Regions from separate parts of the Sus scrofa genome. Here all the other regions are linked to region 1. A link is a contact called in public Hi-C and HiChIP or PLAC-seq data. All regions are on one chromosome and are shown on one strand. Each heading gives the region's core, a stretch centred on a gene start, on an enhancer-like site or on the middle of the called end of the contact. The rest is flanking DNA. Distances are from core to core; before and after follow the strand shown.

Region 1 (3,307 bases), core at 181-2,680:
CCAGGGGATGTCCTGGCGATAGGGCCATGGGAATGAGAACATTGCTCACTTCCACAGAGAGCTGGCCAGGAAGGGGGCTGTCCTGCAGACTGTGGGAAGGGGGCACCCAGGATGGAGATTCTTACAGCGTTGGCCGGTGCCAGCCCTGAGCCCCCATTTCACCCCAGCACGAGGGGGAAGGGCTATGGCTGAACACAAACACACACAACCCTCCCTCCACCAGCATCGAGGGCTTCCTGCCAGACTGACCGAGGGGCAGACAGTCCGACCACCGCTCCAACAGACACGTGGCTTGGGGCACCCCGTGAAGCAAGCCCAGCTCCGCCTGGCACAGCAGCTTCCTCCCGCGCCGGGAGCAGGGCCGGTGAGCCGAGTGGGGAGAGAAGCAAGGAGCCTCCTCCAGAAAGGACCTGAAGTCTGAAGGCGAGGGTGTCACTCGCGGCCTGGGGGAGGGGGCGCTCGTACGCTCGGGCCTCCGGACTCCCTGCCACCGCCACCGCCGCCCCATTTCAGCACAAACAGCCTCAGACCGCCCCGGTGCGGGGGCGCCGCTCGCAGTCAGGGCCTCCACCTCCCGGCCCCGCCCCCGCGCGGGGAGGGGGCGCTTCCAGCTCCTGGGAGCCGGGGAAGCCCGACCCCGGAGTCCGGGGACACCCCCCCAAAACACACACACACACACACACACAAACACACACACGCACACCCGCCCCGCGGCCGCCTAGAGGTTCATCAGGGTCCCAGAAGCACCTGACCCTGAAGTCCCGGAGCTACCGGGAGACCCCAGAACCTGGGGTGCCGTCCCAACCCGCCTCCGCCCAGAGCAAGCGGCCTCGGGCTCCCAACGCGGGGAGCCGGACGCCGCGCGGGTGCCGGGAAAGGAGCAGAGGCGAGAGAGGCTGCCGCTGCCCTCCCGCCGGGAGACCGCAGGGAACCCGGGCAAAGAACTGCCCGCGCCCCCGCCCGCCCCGCTCTCCGCAGAAGGGGCGCCCTGACGCCGCCGCCGCCCCTACCTGAGCGCGGGCTCGAGCCCCCTATCCGGTGGAAGCCGACCCGACCCCAGGCACAGAGACACTCTCCCCCAAGCCCGCAAAAGAGTCGCTGCCCTACTCCGTTCTCGGGGCGCCGGCAGAGCCCGGCCCGGCCCCGAGGGGAGACCCTCCAGCCCGGGTCCCGCGCCCTCCAGCCGGGAGGGCTCCGGTCCGCCGACCTTCCTCCGGGCAGCTCCGAGCGCGGGAGCTCGGCAGAAGCCACCTCCCAGAGCCCCGGAGCGCCCGCCGCAGCCCGCGCCCCAGAGGCCGGAGGGCACGGTCCCCCTGCCCGTTCCCCGCGGGCCACAACTCACCGCGCGCAGGCGAGGGGTCGGTGGTGTGGGAGGCGGCGGCCGGAGGCTTGCTTCTCGCGGTGGCCCGAGCCCAGGCCCGGGCGCGAGGCGCTGACGCTGCGGACCGAGCCCGGCGCGGAGCCGCCCGGAGTCCGGGACGCAGCGGGGACGAGCTGGCGGCCGCCTGGCCGGAGCCGCCGCCAAGCGCGCGGCGGTCGGGCTGCTGCTCCGGGGACAGCGAGCCAGGGAGCGGCGGCCAGCCCTGCTTCCACCGCCGCAGAGCCCGGCGTCCCAGCGCTCCAGGGCGCGGGGTCCGGCCGAGGGCTCGCAGCTGGGAAGGGAGTGGAGCGGGAGCCGAGCAGCGAGCGCAGCCGGCCGAGAGGCGGGCGCCCGGAGGCGCCGCGGCAGCCGCTCGGCAGCAGGAAAAAATGAGAGCGAGCGAGAGAGCGCGCTGGAGAGCGAGCGAGAGAGGGAGCGCGAGACGGGCAGAGCGAGCGAGGAAGACGCCGGGAGGGGAGGCTGCGGGAGGGGGCGGGAGCCCCGAGCACGAGGGGGCGAGGGGACCGCAGCCGCTCAGCCCCGGCGCCCGCTGCTGCTGCCGCACTCGAGAAAGCGCGAGCCTGGCCGCCAAGTTTGCGCCGCAAGTGCGGCCGAGCGCGCGATTTCCGCCGGCCTTTTAAAGAGAGAGCCTCTGGGAGCCCAGCCAGTCCCCGCACCTCCACCGCGGAGCCTGGGGCTCCCAAGGCGACCCGCCACCCCTCCGCTCCCCTCCCACCGCGCCCCGCCGGCGCCCTCTTCCCGAAGCCCGCTTCACCCCACCCCCCACCCCCGGGGCCTGTGGGGGCTCCTAGACCCCAGGACTTGGCAGGGACCCCCTCCTGACCCCTAAAGGGCAAAGGTCAGGCAACAGAGCCCCTTTAACACTCCCTGAGAAGTACAGCAAACACCCTGATGCCAAAGGGTCCCATTCCTCCCACCCCCACTGCATCCTCCCCACCCCTTGGGGTACTAGGACCCCAACCTGAGGCCAGCTTCCCACACATCTGCACCAGGCACGTGGCGTGTGCCCCCATGTGGCATGTTCATGTGCACACCCCAATGCTCCTGCTTTGAGGTTATGACTCAGGAGGGGGGTTCCGTCTGCCCCTGGTCACCCAGCCTGTCAGGGACCCCTGAGACCTCTGCACCCCAGAACTCTGTCAGGCCTGGGGACCTCCACCCCACGGCCCACAGCCCACTGGTCTCCCTCCAAGTCTCCTCTACAAAGTAACAGGTGGCCTGGCTGGGGGGCGGGAGCAAGCCTGGGGAAGAAGCCCTCAGCAAGGGAGAAGCTGGGGCCCCAGCCCTCTTCGGAGGTGGAGGGGCTGTGAAAAATCCCAGGAGAGGGCTAGCCTTAGAGACAGGCAGGGGAGGCAGAGAGGGAGGGAGCCTTGCAGCCCTCTTAGGATTGCAAGAGCATCTCTTCCCAGACTGCAGAAGCGGCTTCAATTAGAGCTATGACGTCTGACTGTCCTTGTCCCGCCGCCGAGGGTGCTCAGCACAGGGCCAGGGAGCTGGGGGGAGAGAGTGACTGACCACCGGCCTCCCTCCCCCTCACCAGTGCCTCAGTTATCCTGGCTGACCCGCACAGTGTCACCCTCTGCCCCACTGTGCCTGGGGCCTGGGGGCCTCCGTCCTCCCCCCTCAGCGAGCCCCCCGATTCCACGGATCACTTCAGGGCCATGTCTGACAGGCCTGGGACAGCGGGGTCTGACCCTCGCCCTACCCATCTGCCCTTTCTCCCTCTGGGCCCCTCGTCCAGTGCCCTGCGCCTCCCAAAGCCACTCAGGGCCCCCTCCTCCTACAGAATCCCAGACAGGCCAGGCCAGAAGCACATCTTGTTCACCATGGTTCATCCGGGGCCTGGCACCTTGCCTGCCTGCACTGTAAGCTCAAGGAATATTTGGTGAATGAATACGCGTTGGCAAAGCAGGAAGGCTCTTTGTA
Region 2 (3,208 bases), core at 440-2,939, 350 kb before region 1:
AGGATTGGGACTAGCTATGATTCTTGCCTGCAAAATCTTTATCCTTTGGGCCAGTGAAGAGCACTGTAAGAAGTGTGAGGCCTCAGTGTGGTGTCACACACCCCCACACCCTCCCCAGCCCTAGTCAGACACTCCATCCATCCCAACACCCACCCAGTGCTTGTCCCCATGATGCCACTGGGCATGTTCTTGCTCTACTAGGTGGGCTGGCTTGGCTCCGTGTAGCTAAGTTGCAAAAGACCATGTTCCTACTTTGACAGCTGTGGCCAAATTTTGCAAAAGTCACTTCCTCAGACTGTGTATGTGTGTATATGCTATCTCATAGGCCTGACCTCTCACCCGAGCCCCAGGCTCAAATATCCTACTGTCTACTTGACATTTCCACTCAGAGGTAACAGCACTCTGCATCTCAAGTTCAACACGTCTAACACCAAACACAAGATGTTCTTCCCACATCCCACCTGTTCCTCATCTAGTCTTTCTCATCTCAGTTAATGGCACCACCTTCCACCCAGATGCTCAGGCCAAAACAATCTAGGTGTGACCCTTGGTTCACCTTTCCTTCTATCCTGCATCCAATGTATCAGGGAAACCTGTGGCCGCAACCTTCCACGGCAACCTCAATCCAGCCACTTCCCTCTCCTGGGCTGCCTTCTGCATCCACACCACCATTTCTTGCCTGGGCTGCCAGAGTAACCTCTTCTCCAGCTGACTGCTTCTATTCTTGCCCCCCTATAATCCATTCACTACTACAACCAGAGTGATCTTTAAAAAAAGTAAATTAGGTCACATCGGCCCCGACTAAACCTTCCCAGCTCAATGGTCTTATGATAAAATCCACCTTCTAATCAGAGCCTGTCTTTAAGACCCTATCATGGAGTCTTAGGGTCTTTTACGAGGCAACTGAATATGACTAGCACCCATGAGGACGAAGGTTTGCTCCCTGGCCTCACTCAGTAGGTTAAGGATCCGGCGTTGCCATGAGCTGTGGTGGAGGTGGCAGACGCGGCTCGGACCTGGCGTTGCTGTGGCTGTGGTGTTGGCCAGCAGCTGTAGCTCTGATTCGACCCTTAGTCTGGGAACCTCCATATGCCACAGGTGCGGCCCTCAAAACACAAAAGCCGAAAAAAAAAAAACCACAAAAACGCAGGTCTACTCAAACGCAGGGGCCTGGGGTGAGGACAGGGCTTTGGCTATCGGTCACCACACAGCACTGTGAGGTACGGTAGTGTCAGGGGAGGAACAGACTGCCACAGGTACTGCGCCTAGAATCATGGAGAGCTTTTAAAAATACTGAGGCCAAGGCCTGCCCCACACTCTGATTCGAGTAGGTCGAACGACCCAGGTCTCCAGATTTTTAAAAGCGTCCTAGAACTCCGAGGGGTACGTTGTTAAGAGCACGGAGCCGTCCACGCGCACGTGTGGCCGAGGGAACGGCGCGCGCATGCGCCGGGCCCGCCACCGGCCCGCCCTGCCTTGTCCTGCCCCCCTACCCCCCACGCCTTCCCGCCGCAGGCGGTCCCCACACTGTGTCACCTGGGTGTTCTCTCCCTCCCGAAAGGCCTGCGCTACCCGCTGCCGCAGATAAGCGCCCAAGTCCCGGCCCCGTTTGGTCTCGTCCAGCGGCCATTCCTCACAGAGCCTGAGAAAACGCCGGTAGCGGCTGGCCGCCATCTTGGGCCCCGCGTGTCCCCGCCCCCGAGGGAGGAGTTGGCGCAGACGGAAGGCGTTTGCGCACTAAGGACCTCTGGCTTTCCGAGGAGCTGGCGCGGGAGGGAGGAGGGAAGAGGGAGGAGGGAGGGAGCATGCGCTCCTTCACCGCGCTCGCCGCATTCCGGGTGGGGGCGCTGCTCGCTTGCCCTGCGAGCCGAGCTAATTCAGTTCTTGTCCTTCTGGAACCAGCCGGTCTTCCAGGGGCAAGTCAGGCGTGGAGTACCCCCAGGGACGGCTTTGCTTCTCTTTTTCAATGAATGCACAAGCTCCAGACTAAAAATCCTCCTCTGAGACCTCTGCTGATTTGCATAAACGGATACATTTGCATGTAAATACAGGTTGTTATTCGATGAAGATATGTTTGAACTTAATATCCTAGCACACGTGGTTTGCAGCATCCCCCCCCCCGCCGCCGCCCGCGCCCCTTTCCCGAAGCCCCGGTACCTATCAGTACCACGATTGGTGCTCTGCCACAATTCCTTCTTTAGTGCTCCTCGCTCCTGTCCCTGTGTCCCCAGCCCCTGTTAGTATCACTTCTGAGCTCCCCCTCCCCAAGCCGTCCACTTGTCTGTTTGAGTTGATGCAGCCTGGAAAAAAACTTGTTTTACCAAGCTTGCTCTTATACAGTTCCAGCTGCATCCTGATTTTTCTTTTCTTAAACAAACAAACCCCAAAAACTCTACCTTCCGGATTTTCCTTGAGGAAAGCCTCATCCTCCTTTTGCGTCTTTACTGTCCTGTCTTTAGACAGGACCATCCCATGCACACAGCGCTTGGCTTCCCCCAGATCTCTTCCTTCTCTCCACCCGTCTACTTTGTATGTTTCCAGGAGACTCCTGCCCTGAGTCAGGGAGTGAATTCAGAACCAAATACAATGTTAGAAGTGACAAGGGCTTTAATGGAAGTGTTAAAGAATACTAGGCGTTTGGAGAAAGAAATAGTCCTTCTAGCTGTTGAGATTGGGGGAATGGGGAAGATCAGGGATTGCTTCTGAAGGAGATGGCATTTGTGCTGGGCCTTGAGGATGGTTAAGCTTTGAAAGTGGGCTTGGGAGAGGGACTTTGAGCAGCAAGAGCCAGGCTTGGGGCACGACTGGGAGAGAGAGGAAGTGGGGGGACAGAGATCAGTGGGTGGTTTTAGCAGGGAATAGCTCTGAACTGTCTGAAGTCCTTAAGGGTAAAGACCTATGAATGGGAACACCTGGGGACACAGGGATGTGTGATGCCTGCTTGAGGGGAGTTGGGGGGTTGGAAAATGAGGCACTCAAGACCCCCTCCCACGGCATTCTCCACCCACCAGTACCTCTCCCTGTACCACTCTCACCATTTGCAGTATTTGTAATGTACACTGAATCTGTTTTACTTTAACCTTTGTATTCTGTTGCTTTTGCTGCAAGAATGTTGCCTAGAGCCTGAAATGTACAGGAGAGCTGTTTCTCAAGGCTCTAACCTTTAAAGGTATAGCACCACTTTCCCACTCGTATGGAGATTAAAAAG
Region 3 (3,496 bases), core at 904-3,403, 260 kb before region 1:
CTATAACCGCAGGGCTGAATAGTTGTGACAGATGCATTAGGCCCATAAGACCAAAAACATTTATTGTCTAGACCTTACAGAAAAGTTTGCAGACCCCTGACGTCGATAGTGTCCGGAGTGGGAAAGGTGTTTGGTATGTAATAAATAACAGTCAGGCATCACACAGATGGGCTTCACCAGATCTCACCACAGCCCAATGAGGATAAGCGGCTATTATCCCACTCTACAGCTGGGCAAACTGAGGTGAAACAGCTGGCCCAATGTCACACAGCTATTGAAATGGCAGGACCAGTAGCGAACTCAGGAGTCTGGCTTCAGGATCCATGGGACTTTCTTGCTTCTCAGTGTTTGACGAGTGAGCACACGACTGTTTACAGCTGAGGTAGGCCCGTTGCCGAGGCCGGGTGCAAATTCTCCAAACCTGCAGCTCTCTTCCTAAGCCAGTGACTAACTGGGACACACATAGGTGCTTCTTGCGTGTTCCGAGGTCTGGAGAGGCCAGACTGGGCCCCGGGCAGGAGTGAGACTGGGGGGCCAGCCCGACCGCCAAGCATGTGGGCAATGAGAAGCCGTCCCGTATCATCTCCATGCCAGGGCTCTGCCGGGCTGGTCTGGGCTCTGGTCCAGAGGCGTCTTCAGGACTCTGTCTGAGAAATGATTAGGAACCTAAGGACCAGAGACAGGCCTGCGGTGAAAGATGGGGAGAAGGGAAGTGCTGGAAACGGTAAATAACCCAGGATCAATTTTCTGGGCGTAAATAGCATTATCCTGAATCGCTCCTGTGATCCAGCACTTCTGATCCAGGCAATTTGCAGTGTTCCAGTGTGATGGCTGCGGTTTGGCATGGAAGGAAGGCAGTCAGAGTTTGCAGGGCGATTCCTTGTCACGCAGAGGGGCTGCAGGCTAATGGGGGGCCTGGGCGCCAGGTCTGCTATAGGGCCATGCGTGGGGCTGGAGCTGCAAGGATGAAGGGGCCTCTCCTTCAAGCAACTCTGGGCTGCAGACCTTGTGGGTTGGCCCTTTAGGAACTGGCGCCGCAGGAACATGCCTTCCCTCCCCCGCTGTCAGGTGCCTTGACCTGCATGTGTATCTTCCACTGTCACGGTTGGTGCTTCAGGATCGGAGACGGGGCCGGATAACAAGCTGGATAACGACTACTTTGTCTTCATCATGCGCACCGCCTCTCCCTCCAAATGCTCAATTAGCGGCTGTTTCTCCTGCTAGAAACTGGACAAAAATAAAAGGAAGGCATGACCTGATGTTCTCCATTGGCCAAATGGGAGTTTCCCCGGATGTGCAGTGGCTAAGGCGGAGCAGAGGCGTAAACACCTAACCAAGTCAGGGAAGGAAGCTGGCAAAACCCAGAGGAAATGACTCAAACGGCACGTGGGCACTTGTTTGCCCCATTCCCCCGTGTTGGGCAGAGGTACCAGCAGCTTCGCTCTCCTCTCCTCCTGACCTTGAAAATGCCGTTTGCTGGGTATGGACACAACATCTTCACTAATGGCCTGGAACAGGGAGGCAACGGCAAGTTAATTAAATTTGCCGATGGCGCTAAATTGGGCAGTGTGGCACACGTCAGGACAAACAGAGACCTGATGCGGGAGGTTAGACCTAGGGCTGCAAAGGGGCAGGTCAGCTGCTGGACCTGTGTCACCAAGGACTCGGGATGGAGGATGTGGTGGCAGGGAGGGGTGGCAGAGAAGGAGAGCTGCCACCCAGAGGCCCTGGGGGAGGCGAGGGGCTCCACCTCTGTCTTCCCTCAAAGAGGCAGAGGATGGCGTCTCGAGGGTGACAGGGTTCAGATGAGCAGACACAGCCGAGGGACTGGTGGGAGTGCCAAAGCTTAGGGCCTAAGAATGAAGAAGAAAAGCTTTCAAGAGGTCGGCTTGCCCAGAACGCTGGTAAGGATTACACGTGCGCTGCTCACCTCATGCCAGGGCCAAGGAGAGGCAAAGAAGCCGCTTCTCAGCGGCGGGGGACGTGGGGAGGGGCAGGGGTGGCTGTCACTTCCCCTTCAGGTCCAAGCCCTTGGTGTCTCTCTTGGAGCTGAAGGTGGGCAACTGGGCTCATGAGCAAAACTCCTAGCTGGTGACCGTGGCATTTAAAACTAGGGCAGGCAAAGCACCGGGAGATGTATTTTAGGCAACAACCGTGCCCTGGCCCTGGGGACACAGGCTTTGGTGACCTGTGGGGATATTTTTGTTCTTTCCCTGCTATGGCTCAGGGTCCTTTTCCAGAACTCACAAATGACTCGTTGAGAAATGATGCACAGCAGACACCACTGTACCCCAGGAACGCTTGGCAGAGAAATAGTGCCCGTGGCGAGGAAAACAGACATGCAGAGGGTCCACCCAGAATTAACTTCCAAAGTGTTGAGCTTCCTGTCGGGCTATTCCACTGGCTACCTGAGCCAACATTCCTGGGTCTCTGGTTTCCCGTGGCGTCCATTCCTCGCGCGCCAATAACCTGGACCCAGAGTGATCCGATAAAATGCTATCCTGTTCGGCTCAGCCTCAAGGACTATTGACAGTGTGCAGGCAACCTGGGGACTCAGCTGAGTTTCCCAATAGCATCCCGCCCTCCTCCTGTCAATACATCCCCAGGTGGTTAACAAACTCTTAGAAACGGCCCAGTCACCCCCCGCTTCTGGGCTGCCGTTCTATTTATGGGGTTTATCATGAAAGCTGCTGCTATAAAACTTCGAGGAGAAGAGGTCACATAACTTTTCTTCCAGGCACAGGAAGTGGGGGCTGATGTCACCGAAACTTGGCCTCTGTCCCCTGGTGCCGAACAGAAAGGGGGAGACAGAGTTTGGGGTGAAGGAGAAAAACATAGCTTTTATGGCTTTGCCAGGCAAAAGAAGCCACAGCAGCTAATGCCTGAAAGACTGTGCCTTCCATTGGGAAGAATTGCGGGGAGTTTTATAGTAAGAAGGAAAAAAACACAGGTTTTCAGGTAGGAGTCAGGATTGGGGCAGACATGCATTCTTCTTTCTTTGGGGGAATCTTAGTCATCAAAGCCGAGGTCAGGAAATCTCGGGCTGATGGTGATGGTGGGCTTCAGGGTTACTGCCTAGAAGAACAGTACTTGCAAAAAGGGCGTATTGATCCGAGATGAGAACAAACTAGCAAAGTTCCCGAAGAACATCATGTGCTAATGATTTTTAACCCACAGGCAATTGTGCTCAGGGTGCCTAATCTGTAGCTTACGGGTGATTGTGTTTACGGTGCAATGAAGCCAGGGAGAAGGACAAGGAAGGACTCTAAGCTGTCCAACTTGATTCATTTCTAAAAGAAGCATAAGGAATATAACTTTTCTCCGAGGTGTATAAGGTGCCTATATTATTATGTGTGTCTCCCTCGGATCCTGCCCCGAGGCTGCGCTATTGTCCTTGACGGCTCTTCCCTGGCTCTGCTTCCCCTCCCTTTCCTGATCAGCAACTGTCGGAACCTGCCTCTTGGAGCTCTGGGAAGGTCATGGAGGCTGAATGAGG
Region 4 (3,416 bases), core at 274-2,773, 460 kb before region 1:
CTGAGTTCCCCACTTGTGGGGTCTGCCCAGGGGAGGAGGGTGGCCAGGATGCTTCCCCAGGGGAGGTGCCTGACTCTAGACCGCTCTTAGGTCTCCTGGGGCAGCAGGGAGGCTGTAAGTTCTCCCCGTGCCCTTGACCTTGGCTCTGACCTCCCCCCCCATCCCCCAGACTGCTAAAGAGCCTGGTTCTTTGACACCCGATTCTCGGGCCCCTAGGGCCAGGGTGAGAGGGGAAGCTGCCTGAGGGGTGGCCAGAGGGAGCCCCGGGTGGATCAGGCCCCGAACAGGGCTCGGTGGAGTCCCGGGGGTTGGGGGGAGCCTGAGGCCTTCCCCCCCCAGCCCCCTGCCTCCCTCACCTACCCCCGGCCCGGAGCTCCCAGGCGTGGGGAGCACAGGCGGGACCCTCCCGGCTTACCTGCCCAGACCCTGGCCCAGGCCTGGGTTGGCTCAGCAGGGCGGAGGCCGGTGATCCCAGTGGCCAGTGGCCACTCCCAGGGTAAGGTACCCAGGCTCGGCCTCCAGAGACGGGCGCCAGTGAGTTCCTGGTGTCAGGATGCAGCCTGGGCTGGTCCCAGCGCGGCCTTCGGGACCCGCGAGGCTTTGGCGATCATAGAGGTGCCGGCGGCTCCCGCTCCAATCAGCTCCCTCTAGAGGAAGTTGCTCTGCGGCCGCCGGATGCAGCCGCTGAAGCCTGCAGCACGGGGCTGGGGCTGGGCTCAGGGCGGAGAGCGCGGCTCCCACCCCTGCCGAGTGTCCCCACCCACGGCTTTTCCCACCCGGGTTCCCTGTCCTCCTCCTTGATCTTGCCCCACTTCTGTCCGTCGGTATCAGCAAGAAAGCCAGGCTGGTGAGGTTTGTGAAGCCCTGCTGTGTGCTGGGCACTTTATTTTTTTATTTTTTTTTATTTTTTTTTCGTCTTTTTGCTATTTCTTGGGCCGCTCCCACGGCATATGGAGGTTCCCAGGCTAGGGGTCCAATCGGAGCTGTAGCCACTGGCCTAGGACAGAGCCACAGCAACACGGGATCCAAGCCGCGTCTGCAACCTACACCACAGGTCACGGCAATGCCGGATCCTTAACCTACTGAGCAAGGGCAGGGATCAAACCCACAACCTCATGGTTCCTAGTCGGATTCGTTAACCACTGCGCCACGACGGGAACTCCAGTGCTGGGCACTTTAAACCATCCTCACTGAACAGTCTCAACCACCCTTGGAAGTAGGTGCGGTGACCACATCCATTTTACAGATGAACGAACTGGGACTCGGCTGCTTTAAGGAACCTCCGCCAAGGTCACTGAGCGGGGTTTATAATCAGACATGTAAGTGCCATGGGCATAATAAGATGAAATTGAGATTCCACGGAGTTCCCATTGTGGCTCAGCAGGTTAAGAACCCGACTAGTATCCATGAGTATGTGGGTTTGATCCCTGGCCTTGCTCAGTGGGCTAAGGATCCTGCATTGCTGGGGCTGTGGCATAGGCCAGCAGCTGCAGCTCCGATTCAACCCCTAGCCTGGGAACCTCCATGTGCCACAGGTACGGCCCTAAAAAAAAAAAAAAAAAAAAAAAAAAGATTGAAGTTCCACGTACAGTTGAGGCCTGTGTACCAAGCTCCTCGATGGCTGCAGAGGTAGAAACCCTGCAGGTGATAGGCAGGTAGACGTGGACATGCAGAGGGCCGATGAGACTGGTTGTGAAGGGAGGGGTGGGAGGACACACACTCCCACCCTCCTGGACCAGCAGCCACAGCCAGAGGAGGACAGGCTGTGGGGAGAGCTGTGTGCCCCATTCTCAGAGTTGGGGTCCCCACCTCTGCGTCTCCTGGAGCCTCGCCAACCCCCACCCTCGGGGTGCTGCATTGACACCCCCACCCCCACCCCCGGGCACACTCTGCCCCCACCCCCAACCCGCCTTCGCCTTCTAGAACTCTGGGAAGTTTCCAACCCCCTCTGTTCTTAAGCAGTTGGTCCCAGTAGCTGCTGCGGCCCTTCCCTCTTGAGTCAGGTCCCCTTCAGGATGGAGGCCCCAGCCCCAACCCCTCGGGCCCATAATCTGGGCCGCTCGTCCATGTTCCGCCTTTTCCGTAGCCTGGTGGGGGGCAAGGGCAGCCCAGAGAGCTCAGACCAGGCCCTGGTGGGGGGTCAGCCGTGCCCCTTGCAAGAGCAGGACGCCACCCCCCTGATGACTGGCTGTCACGGAGCAGCGGGGCAGAAGGAATCCTGGCCACCTGCCTCGCTGCCCTGTACCCTCGCTGTGGCCCTGCCACGAACTAGTCCCTCGGGGCTGGAGCTAGGGGATGCGGGGGCCCAGACCCCCACCCCTGTGCAGGTCCTGAGGGTGGTGGCCCGGGGTGTAGAAGTAAGGTCAGATCCACGCAGAGGAGGCCAGGAGGCGCTGGGCAGCCTGTCTGAGATGGACGAAAGGGAAGAGGAGGAGGTGGCAGGCGCGGCCTTGGGGGACACGGGGACCTCAGACAGGTGAGAGGTGGGCTCTGGGCAGCAGGGACCTGGGAGCCTCCTGGAAGGCAGAAGGGAGGGTGTGGGCCTGAGCTGGGAGGGTCCGAATGGGAGAAGGACTGGAGAGGTGGGGGTGGGGAAGCAGACTGGGTCCTCCACCAGTGAGGGCTTGGGGATGGAGGTCCCCAAAGGACAGGAGGACAGGCCGGGCCCTGGGAAGGGTGTGTGTAGGGTGAGCAGGGTCCCAGTGCTCCCCAGCTCCTTTATGGGCCCCCTTCCCTGTCTCCCCTCCCCCTTCTTCTGGTTTCCAAGTTCACTTGGACTTGGCGCCCCTCCCTTTACTTTGGGGGAGCATCGTCATCTCTCTGATGGACCCCAGAGGGCTGTGCAGGAGGGGGGAGTAGGCTAAGTGGGGCCTGTGGGAGAACCTTGGGGTGGGGGGTTAGGGGGGCTTCCACCGCATCTCTGGGCTGCACCTGCCACTTCCACCTGACTGTGCTTTGGGATCAGGGGCCGCTTTGCCCAAGCCTTGGAGGTGGATCAAGGATGCCTGCAGAGGGCTGCGGGGCCACTGGAGGTCAGCCCCAAGGCCTTGGCCAGAGAGGAGGAGGAGTGTCTGCTTGACGGTGAGTGTGGCGGCCACAGGCAGGGGAGGTACCAGACATGGACAGAATTGACTCCTCTGGGCACAGGGCCCAGAAGGGCAGGAGCAATCTGAGGGAAGGCCAGAGGAAGGCGGCCTGGGTCTGAGTCCCAGCGCCACTAGGCCAAGCTGTGTGATGGCAGCAAGTCGCTCAGCTTTTCTGTGCCTCAGTTTCCTCATCTGTAAAATGGGACTAGAACTGCTTATTTCAGCAGGCAGCTGCAAGGATCAAATGAGAAGTTCTCTGAGAAGCGCCCAGAACTGTGCCTGGCACACAGCAGGTGTTTGCTTAAGAAAATAGGGAAACCACACCCTCAG

Evidence for each region. A called contact is a pair of places that touch in the nucleus more often than the background predicts. HiChIP or PLAC-seq counts read pairs in DNA pulled down with a chosen protein or histone mark.
Region 2: a contact with region 1 is called in a Hi-C map of embryonic fibroblasts, with 5 times the contacts expected there. The contact joins the promoter of C7H6orf125 here to the promoter of GRM4 in region 1. A contact is called at or near these places in 3 of 5 promoter capture datasets (fetal liver, fetal skeletal muscle and liver), 4 of 47 Hi-C or Micro-C datasets (blood, embryonic fibroblasts and mesenchymal stem cells) and 1 of 2 datasets of contacts at active chromatin or transcription factors (skeletal muscle).
Region 3: a Hi-C map of skeletal muscle shows a contact between it and region 1, with 2.8 times the contacts expected there. The contact joins the enhancer-like site here to the promoter of GRM4 in region 1. A contact is called at or near these places in 1 of 5 promoter capture datasets (liver), 10 of 47 Hi-C or Micro-C datasets (embryonic fibroblasts, epiblast stem cells, fetal liver and 5 more) and 1 of 2 datasets of contacts at active chromatin or transcription factors (skeletal muscle).
Region 4: an H3K27ac HiChIP or PLAC-seq map of skeletal muscle shows a contact between it and region 1, with 9 times the contacts expected there. The contact joins the promoter of LOC100156231 here to the promoter of GRM4 in region 1. A contact is called at or near these places in 1 of 5 promoter capture datasets (fetal skeletal muscle), 13 of 47 Hi-C or Micro-C datasets (embryonic fibroblasts, fetal heart ventricle, fetal liver and 7 more) and 2 of 2 datasets of contacts at active chromatin or transcription factors (alveolar macrophages and skeletal muscle).

What each region holds. Positions count from the first base shown.
Region 1 is chr7:30,277,149-30,280,455 of Sscrofa11.1, forward strand. GRM4 (metabotropic glutamate receptor 4) reads right to left here and starts at 1,431. Exons shown (of 12, transcript XM_021098606.1): 1 at 1,343-1,431.
Region 2 is chr7:29,928,113-29,931,320 of Sscrofa11.1, forward strand. C7H6orf125 reads right to left here and starts at 1,690. Exons shown (of 4, transcript NM_001243451.1): 1 at 1,537-1,690. The coding sequence starts at 1,674.
Region 3 is chr7:30,015,223-30,018,718 of Sscrofa11.1, forward strand. No RefSeq gene overlaps it. Among named protein-coding and RNA genes, the nearest start is that of MLN, 3.9 kb to the left of the region's middle. Within about 2 kb of position 2,154, at least 1 of the 83 cell types and tissues checked has an H3K27ac peak or open chromatin away from gene starts, as enhancers often do. A contact at or near this core is called in skeletal muscle, where this site is marked.
Region 4 is chr7:29,814,527-29,817,942 of Sscrofa11.1, forward strand. It overlaps LOC100156231 (gametogenetin-binding protein 1-like), which reads left to right and starts at 1,524. Exons shown (of 7, transcript XM_005665887.3): 1 at 1,524-2,476; 2 at 2,966-3,081. The coding sequence starts at 2,016. It overlaps BAK1 (bcl-2 homologous antagonist/killer), which reads right to left and starts at 819. Exons shown (of 7, transcript XM_021098603.1): 1 at 416-819. It overlaps LOC102162214 (a long non-coding RNA gene), which reads left to right. Exons shown (of 4, transcript XR_002345648.1): 4 at 1-950.